2 separate regions of the Oryctolagus cuniculus genome follow, and region 1 is linked to region 2. A link is a contact called in public Hi-C data. All regions are on one chromosome and are shown on one strand. The core of a region is the stretch at or near the end of the contact, and the rest is flanking DNA. Distances in the headings are between cores, read along the strand shown.

Region 1 (3,831 bases), core at 1,314-3,813, 150 kb after region 2:
TCTCTCTGTCTCTCTCTCACTGTCCACTCTGCCTGTCAAAAAAAAAAAAAAAAAAAAAAAAAAAAAAGTTAAATGGTTACCTCATGAATTTTGTTGCCACAACCATTTGTGTTTTCCTAAATATATTTAAGAGTCAAAACACTATCCATGTTTTCTTGAATGAATGACTTTTTAACCAGAACACTGTGCTATCTGAAAATACTCAAAAATTTGTAATTTTGATTTATTGACTTCACGAATTCTCTGACTTGTGAAATTTTTTATCTTCAGTTTTGCTTTAGAGGTCTTTTGTATGTGTGACAGATGTATGGTGCAGTTAAGCTTGTTTGTGTATTATACGTATATGAAAGCCAAAATTTAAAAGGATTTGTAGAACTAGGAGCAAGGGGACACAAATTGGACAAAACTGTGAATTGAACGTGTATTTACTTTTGACAATTATGTATTTTTGGGGTATAAGTCAAAATTTTAAGGATCCACTGTTTGATCAATTAAACTATCCAGTTATTTTTATCTTGTTGTTACAGGTTTTTGTTTTAGCATTAGCAGTTGTTTTTTTGACTACAAAGAGCTGACCAAAACTATTAACTTCTTTTCTCCCAAAGATCTTTTTATTTTTTTAAAGAATATTTTTACTTGAAAGTCAGAGTTACACAGAGAAGGAGAATCAGAGAGAGAGAGAGAGAGAGAGAGAGAGGTCCTCATTCACTGGTTCACTCCCGAGATGGCCACAACGACCGGAGCTGCACCCATCCAAAGCCAGGAGCCAGGAGCTTCTTCCTGGTCTCCTACGCGGGTGCAGGGGCCATCTTCTACTGCTTTCCCAGGCCATAGCAGAGAGCTGGATTGGAAGTGAGCAGCCGGACTCAAACCGGTGCTCATATGGGATGTCGGCATTGCAGGCAGCGGCTTTACCCATTACGCCACAGTGCCGGCCCATCTCCCAAAGATCTTTATAAACATTAAGCCAAAAGAATATGGTACCCTATTAGAATGGTTTCACACTTAAAAATAAAGAACCTAAGAATCACATAAACACACAAAAAACCAACAATTAAACATGTTTTACTGTATCTCTGAGAGGTGAATAAAATTTGTAGCTATAAATCTTAGTAATAAAAACACTAAAATGGATCCCTAACATACGTGCTCTTTGAAGAGGAAGGAGTGGACGTAGGTCTTTTGGCTGAGTGTGGAGCACAGCATAATTCACCTAGCTAGAGAGTAAACCCACATGTTCAATGTGTCAAAAGAGCATTCCTAAAGGAAACAGTGGTAGAAACAGAAGGGGACACCAAATATGTAACGATATTCTGCTGCTGTCTTCCCAGAAGAGGGATTTGAGGTTTACATTAAGGCTGTATGACTTTGGGCAAGTCAGTTAAACTTGGTAAATCTAAGTGGGGCGATCATAGTACCTGCCTCATTGACTGCTGGGAGTAAGAAATAATGGAATAACAAATAGTGAAATAAAATATGTATATGGCTTCTGTATGTCTTAGCCCAGGGTATTCTCTCAGTAACTAAAAATAAATAAATAGTGGTTCTTATTACTGTAATAAGTTTAAATGAAAATTAATGCAGGATGTTCAGTGATAGTAAATGGAGTGGAAAAGAAATAGGAAATGAGTGAACAGTAGATATCTAGACACCCTAAAGACTTAGCAATTGATGTGATGTGGGTGTTAAAATAAGGGGACACCAGGGTGATGGTTGAATAGCATTGTCCCTTACCCTTACCCAATAAAGTAGAGTTTTCAAAGAAACATCAGTGAGGTAAAGAAGTAGGTGAAAAATATTAATAACATTTTTATGTTTTTATTACACATTTGTTTTAATGTATTTTGAAAATGTTTTTAGGTAAAGGATGCACACACACACACACACACAGACACACACACACTTTTCCTCTCCTGGCTAGCAATTCAAGTTTTTCAGTACTAATTTGTTTGGCTACTCAGTGTCCTCTCTGAAGAGTTAAATGACAAAATTCTTGCTCTGTTTTAAAGAATCAGCACTTCTTTAAGATAAACAGCATCTAGAAGCCTGGCCAGGTACACTCATACACTGTTGAGAGGGAGACATGGGGGGAGCAGTCAGGAAGCATGTAGGTGGGAAGGGTTTCCTGTTTCCAGGCAACAGCGAGGAGCTACAGACGGCAAGCAACTTGAATATAAATTCATTCAGGAGAGGACATTTTACCACCCTGCCTCCTAGGCAGTGGGGGCACAGGCTTGACTCTGGAAGAAAGGGTGGAGCTTAAACTTCGTTTGTCAATGGTCGAAGTTACTAGAAACCCATTTCTCTTTAGGTTCTGTGAGTACAAAAAGTATCACCAACTAGTGGCCAGATTAGAATTTTATAGTGTTTTAAAAATAATAGCATCACATTTCTCTTGCTTCTTATTTTCCAGAAGCACGGGGCTTTCTGAGCCTTCATTTTCCTGTCTGCTTAGAGAGCAGAGGGGCTCATTTGCCCAAGAGCAGGCTCTGTCTCCGCCTGGCTCCATCTGCAGGAAGGAGGGAGAAGCACAGCTCACCGGGCTGGAAAGGGAGGTGCTTCCTCCTCTGCAGAAGCCAGTCCAGAGATTGACAGTGAGCACCGGAGAGAAGTCCCTCCTGTTCCCGGGGTCATGGAGCGTGGGGGCTTGTCCCTTGCTTGTGATACTTCACCTGCCCATGAAACACAGGAAGGTAGCAGGTTGCCAGAGTGGAAGGAGGCATTTGCTGGAGGCAGCTACCTGATTGGGGTGGACTAGTTCCGAGGCTTTTGAGATATTAAGAAAAATTGTTGATTACATATTGCCCCCCCCCCCAACGATTTTGTAGCTGATGTGTAAATTCCATGGACCCCCGAGGGACCCTCTTGTTTTATACTCCAGTCCATTACAGCGTCGGGGGGAGGGATTATGTAGGCTGAGTAGAGGGTATGTGTAGAATGCACACGTCCCTTTTCTCACTTTCACACCGTGTCTCATCGAGAGTTGCTGAGATGAGCTCCTTTGCTCTTAAAATCTGCTTTTCGTTGTTTCATTATACTGCTTATGTTTAATTTTTTCTTGAAAATCTAAGTCAGATGACTGGTGCTGTCGAGAGGTGAGGAAGCACCTGCGCTAGCCCTGAGCTGGGATTTGTCCTCTGCTCAGGCAGGAAGAGAAAAGCGAGTGCTGCTGTTGGAGCCTGCCTGAGCAGTTGCATGTTTTATCGCTGGGTCTGGAGCCTCCGTTAGTGACTTGTGCCCTGACTGTAGCTGCCTTACACCCAGTAGCTGGCTACAGGGCCACAGAAAGAACTGCCCAGACGCTTGAGCAAACACAGGGGGTGCAAGCTTTACATTGGATCCCCTCTTGTCATGTGTGCAAGGATGAATCATTCCGTGAAGGGTCTAATCTGTCTCCTTATTGTCCTGTCTGGAAGGGTCACATTATTTAAGTGTAACTCCTGAGAGCCTGCCAGATACATTCAAACAAATGCTGATGGATGCTCTGCAGTCCCTCCCATCCCAACAGATTTCTTTATGCTTCTTTTTATGTAGACACTTAACCTATGTTGAGGGTGCCTCTTTTATTACCAGAGAGAAGAAGTTTAAGGGATTTAATCCTCCCTGTTTATAATGTTTGTTCCTCCCCAGTTTGGTACCTCCCCCCATCCCCCATTTCTGTTACTTGTGCTCTTAACTGCCTTGTGGGACATTAAGAAAGTACCTATGATAGATTAAGTATCTTTAGTTTCACTCTCATTTTTCTATAAATCTTTAAATCTAGTATTAGGAACATAAGTTGACAAGCTCTGCATTATTTTTGTTAATTATTTCATAGATTTTTTTTTGCAT
Region 2 (3,926 bases), core at 234-2,733:
GGTGCTGTCGCGCGCGCACACACACACAGACACACACACAGACACACACACAGACACACACACGCCCTGGCAGAAACCCGCCGAGTCCTCCCAGTTTCCCTTCCGCCAGTCTTTACAGTAATCAAACGATTCCATGGATCAGTAGTTCCCAACTTCTTCTGATGGGAGAAGCTCCTTGACAATTCAGACTAATTTAACAAGCACCCCACCACCACCATCATGCAAATGTAGCCGTACTTTTAAATTGTGTATCGATGGAGAAAACTTAATGATCAAAAACTCCAGTGGATTCTGTGAAGCACTTTCAAGTGGATGTGCGTGCTATCGATCGTCGCATTTCCACACATCTTATTTATGTATACTGCACGCTCCGTGTACGGCTTGGAGCACAGATGGCATCGCCCAGGCCTTGCGCAAGGAGAGCCCGGGGACGCCCAGGGACAGAGGCCGCAGGCTGGCAGCTGCGCGGAGGACGCAGAGGCGCTAGGTGCTGCCTTCCACGCCGGATTCCCAGGAGACAGCAGGGCGCTCTGCCTGCACACTGCCGAGGCATCGTAGCGCATCTGCTGCCCCCTGTCGGCTGTGAGAACACGCACCCGACCCGGGTTTAGAATCCACTGCAGGAGGCCTGGAATAATAGAATCTTCCAGGACTCCGCAGCAGCCGGGGAGAACTCTGAGAGCCTGCCTTCCGCAGCGCCGGCCGCCTCCGGTGGGTGCAGCTGTTAGCAAGTGAAAGCGCGGCTGCCGGCGGCTGCAGGGAACGCTGAGGGAGAGGAGGTGGGCGTTGGTGGGGGGTGTCCGAGACGCAGTCCCGCTTCGATTTAGGTTTTCGCCCTCCCAAGTCGGCAGGCGGAGGGAAATCGGTTGCCCCCCGCCGGCACGAGGCGTTCAGGGGCGCACAGCATGGTGTTTGCCCAAGCCCCTGAGGCTCCTGGCCGCTCCTAGGACACGAGTCCACGGAGCTCGGCCGAAGAGCTGAGGCCGCCCCCTACCCCGCACCGAGAAGCCAGCCTCAGCTTTGTCCAGGAACGCTGCGGTTCCGCCGGTCCTTTCGCTGGCCAGAGGCGCATGCTTCGGGAAAGTAAAACAAATACTGAGAGGGAAGCGCCCGGGTACGGCGCTTCCGCTGATGCCTGTCGGTGTGCAGTTCCCTCCGAGGACTCCGCCAAACTGCCAGGAACACCGAGCGCGCGGGTGCTGGTTCCGCACGCCGCTCTCTCTCCTGTATTGTCATTATTCTCCCCCACCGCATTTCCACCCTCCTCCCGGCACACGCGCCGCACACACACTCGGCTGTACCCTAACTTGTTCCCTCACGTCCATATTTGCCTCGCGCTTGTGGGAAGAAGGTTAAGAGGTGGGCGAAGGAGGGCGAGTGGAAGAGGGACGAGGAGGACAGCGGTAGGACAGGCTTCCAGGCCACAGTGTTTGTAGCGCGGGCTCGGTGGCGGGGCGTCCTCGGGGGCGCAACTCAAAGCTCCCAGTTCGCGCTCTCGGCGCGAGGGTCGGCGCCCTTAATCTGCCAGGGGCAGCCGGAGACCCGGATCCACTCGGTCCCCGACCTCCGCGCCGAGAGGCTGCCCTCCAGTGTCGCTGGAGTCTTCGCTGCCTCCGTTCCTCCTTCCAGCCCAGCCGTGGCGGCACTCGCCGGCCATGGCCCGGCCAAGTCCCCGCTCCGGGGCGGTCGCAGGTGCCCCAAGAGGCTCCCCGCAGCGGGAACGAAACGCGGGGCTGCCCAGCCCCTCCTTAGCGTCCCGCTCGGAGTCTCCGTCACAGGGCGGAGGGCCCCTGGCTGAGGCGCTCCGCTTTCCCGCGGCCTCTGGGCGCGGCGCACAAGGGCGCGGGCGGGCGGGCGGACGGCGGCAGCCAGGAGGCGGAAGGCGCGGCGCGGCCACGGTCACGGCCGCCGCCGGGTCTCGGGCGGAAGCGCGGGCTCCGGGGGGAGGGGCTGCCGCGCCCCGCGGGGGCCCTGGACTGCCGGCGCAGGAGCCCACCCAAGGCAGGGCTGAGTCCTGCTCGGGTTCAGCGGCGACCCCACGTGCCGCGCAGCGAGGCGGAGCCCACAGATGCCCGCCCGGCTGTGCAGACTCTGAGCCGTCTCCCGGGCGCGCAGGGCCCAGCTACGAGGCCGGCTGTGCCGGCGTCTGCCACCTCCAGGACCCGGAGCCGCCAGCTCCAGCCTAACGGCAAGCTGCGACTTCCCGGATGGGGCCATGCTTTTCTTCCAGGACAATCAGGGCTCCTCCCCTCGCGGCAATCTTTCTAGGAGGACACCTCCGCGGATTCCCAGGCGGTCCCCCCCCCCCCCCCCCCGAGACTACACTGGTAACTCCTCTCACGGAAAAGAGCCACACGCTCTTCGGCGAGGGACCACACCCCTCCCCCAAAGAAAACAAACACTTAAGTGTGCATGGATTGTCTTGAGCCGGTTAAGGGGAAATCCAAGTTCGCGGTGTTTTTTTTTTTTTTTTTTTTTTTTTTGCCCCGATTTTCCTGCTTGTTAAAAGTTAAGGTCCTGTTTTCTGCTTGGACAACAGCACGGAAAATGGAAGAGTGGCCTCTTTGTTTGTGATTCGAAATCGACTGTAATGATAGTGACTTAGATAATCCCACGGCATCTTGGAAGATAAAATGGAGATGCGCACCTAGGTGATAGCCATATGTATCACGCTGCCGCTACGACAAGCCCGCCAACAGAGCCCCTCACATTCCTTGCATGCTTCTCTTGAGCCCCCTACTCCAAGGGAATTTTATCACTTAATTATGGTTTAAGTGTCATGAGGCTGACAGTCCAAAAGTAGGCATAATGTAAAATTGAACACAGTATTTAAAAAGTTCTCTCAAACTAGCTTTGTCTTCCTTAGGGAGGTAATTCCTGAGCTAATAACTTTCCCATCTGTGAACAAAAGAAAAAGTTGCTGAAAACAAACAAAAAAACTTCAGTTTTTTTATTCAATAGGTATTTATAGAGCTTCTACCTTCTAACACATGCAGTCACACATGCACCCATCGTGGGCTTCACAAGTGATAAAGGAAAGCATCTGTTGAATGCATGGTGTATGACAGGTAATACGCTTGCTATTTTAAAAGCATTCTATCATTGTACCCTTGCAGGAACAATATGAAGTAGTTAGTGTTATTGTTACTCCTGCTTTGCATATGAGAAAAATGAGATACTGGGGACTTAACCACACTTGTGATAGATCGCCCAGTTAGAAAGTGGCAGAACAGGGCTTATAGGAAGTCCTGGAGTTCAACCACTACACTGTGTCCCTAAATCTGTATATTTTGAAACCACCTCAAGTGAACTGGTTGCAAAGTGGAACTAGGAAAGCGTTGCTATAATCCCACTCCCTCAATATCCTGATCAGAAGAGAAACCCAAAGAAGTGGTGTGTCCTAAAGCCACACAATGAATTACAGAATGAAATCTAGCAAGCCTCCTCCTTGGCTGTCATCCTTTCTACCATCCAAGCACACTGGATCAGTCTAGGAGGAGTCAAAGAATGCAAATAATTCAACAACTACAATAAACATACAGTCATATCTTGATTATCCTTAGCTTCCTCTTCTAATTGCTTGCCTTCTGGATACTGGACTGTTATCTAGTTTCTCTCCCAGAGGGAGAGGGAAACCGGGTGAAACTCAATTATTTTATTTCTGCCAATGTTAACTGGTATGAACTCTAATATTAAAAAGGAAAAAAAAAAGCCAGCGAGGATTCATGGCAGTGAAAGCCAGCACAAGTTCCTGAAAGGCCTTCAGGTGATCCCTGGATTTGGGTTTTACATGCTACCAATAACTCCAGTTGCTACAGCAAAAACTTGAAGGCTGGGTGGGGAAAGGGGAAGAGGCAAAATAGATGCTCCCCAGGCAATGCTACAGTTTTCTGCTAGTTGAAAAAAATACTGAGCATATTATTTGA

Evidence for each region. Hi-C and Micro-C count contacts between places; a contact is called where the count stands out from the background.
Region 1: a Hi-C map of an unstated tissue shows a contact between it and region 2, with 2.3 times the contacts expected there. The contact joins two enhancer-like sites. A contact is called at or near these places in 2 of 6 Hi-C or Micro-C datasets (ear pinna and an unstated tissue).

What each region holds. Positions count from the first base shown.
Region 1 is chr4:62,771,693-62,775,523 of mOryCun1.1, forward strand. The region is part of intron 1 of BBX (BBX high mobility group box domain containing); the gene reads left to right. Among named protein-coding and RNA genes, the nearest start is that of BBX, 59 kb to the left of the region's middle. Within about 2 kb of position 2,564, at least 1 of the 8 cell types and tissues checked has an H3K27ac peak or open chromatin away from gene starts, as enhancers often do.
Region 2 is chr4:62,618,263-62,622,188 of mOryCun1.1, forward strand. No RefSeq gene overlaps it. Among named protein-coding and RNA genes, the nearest start is that of CCDC54, 72 kb to the left of the region's middle. Within about 2 kb of position 1,484, at least 3 of the 8 cell types and tissues checked have an H3K27ac peak or open chromatin away from gene starts, as enhancers often do.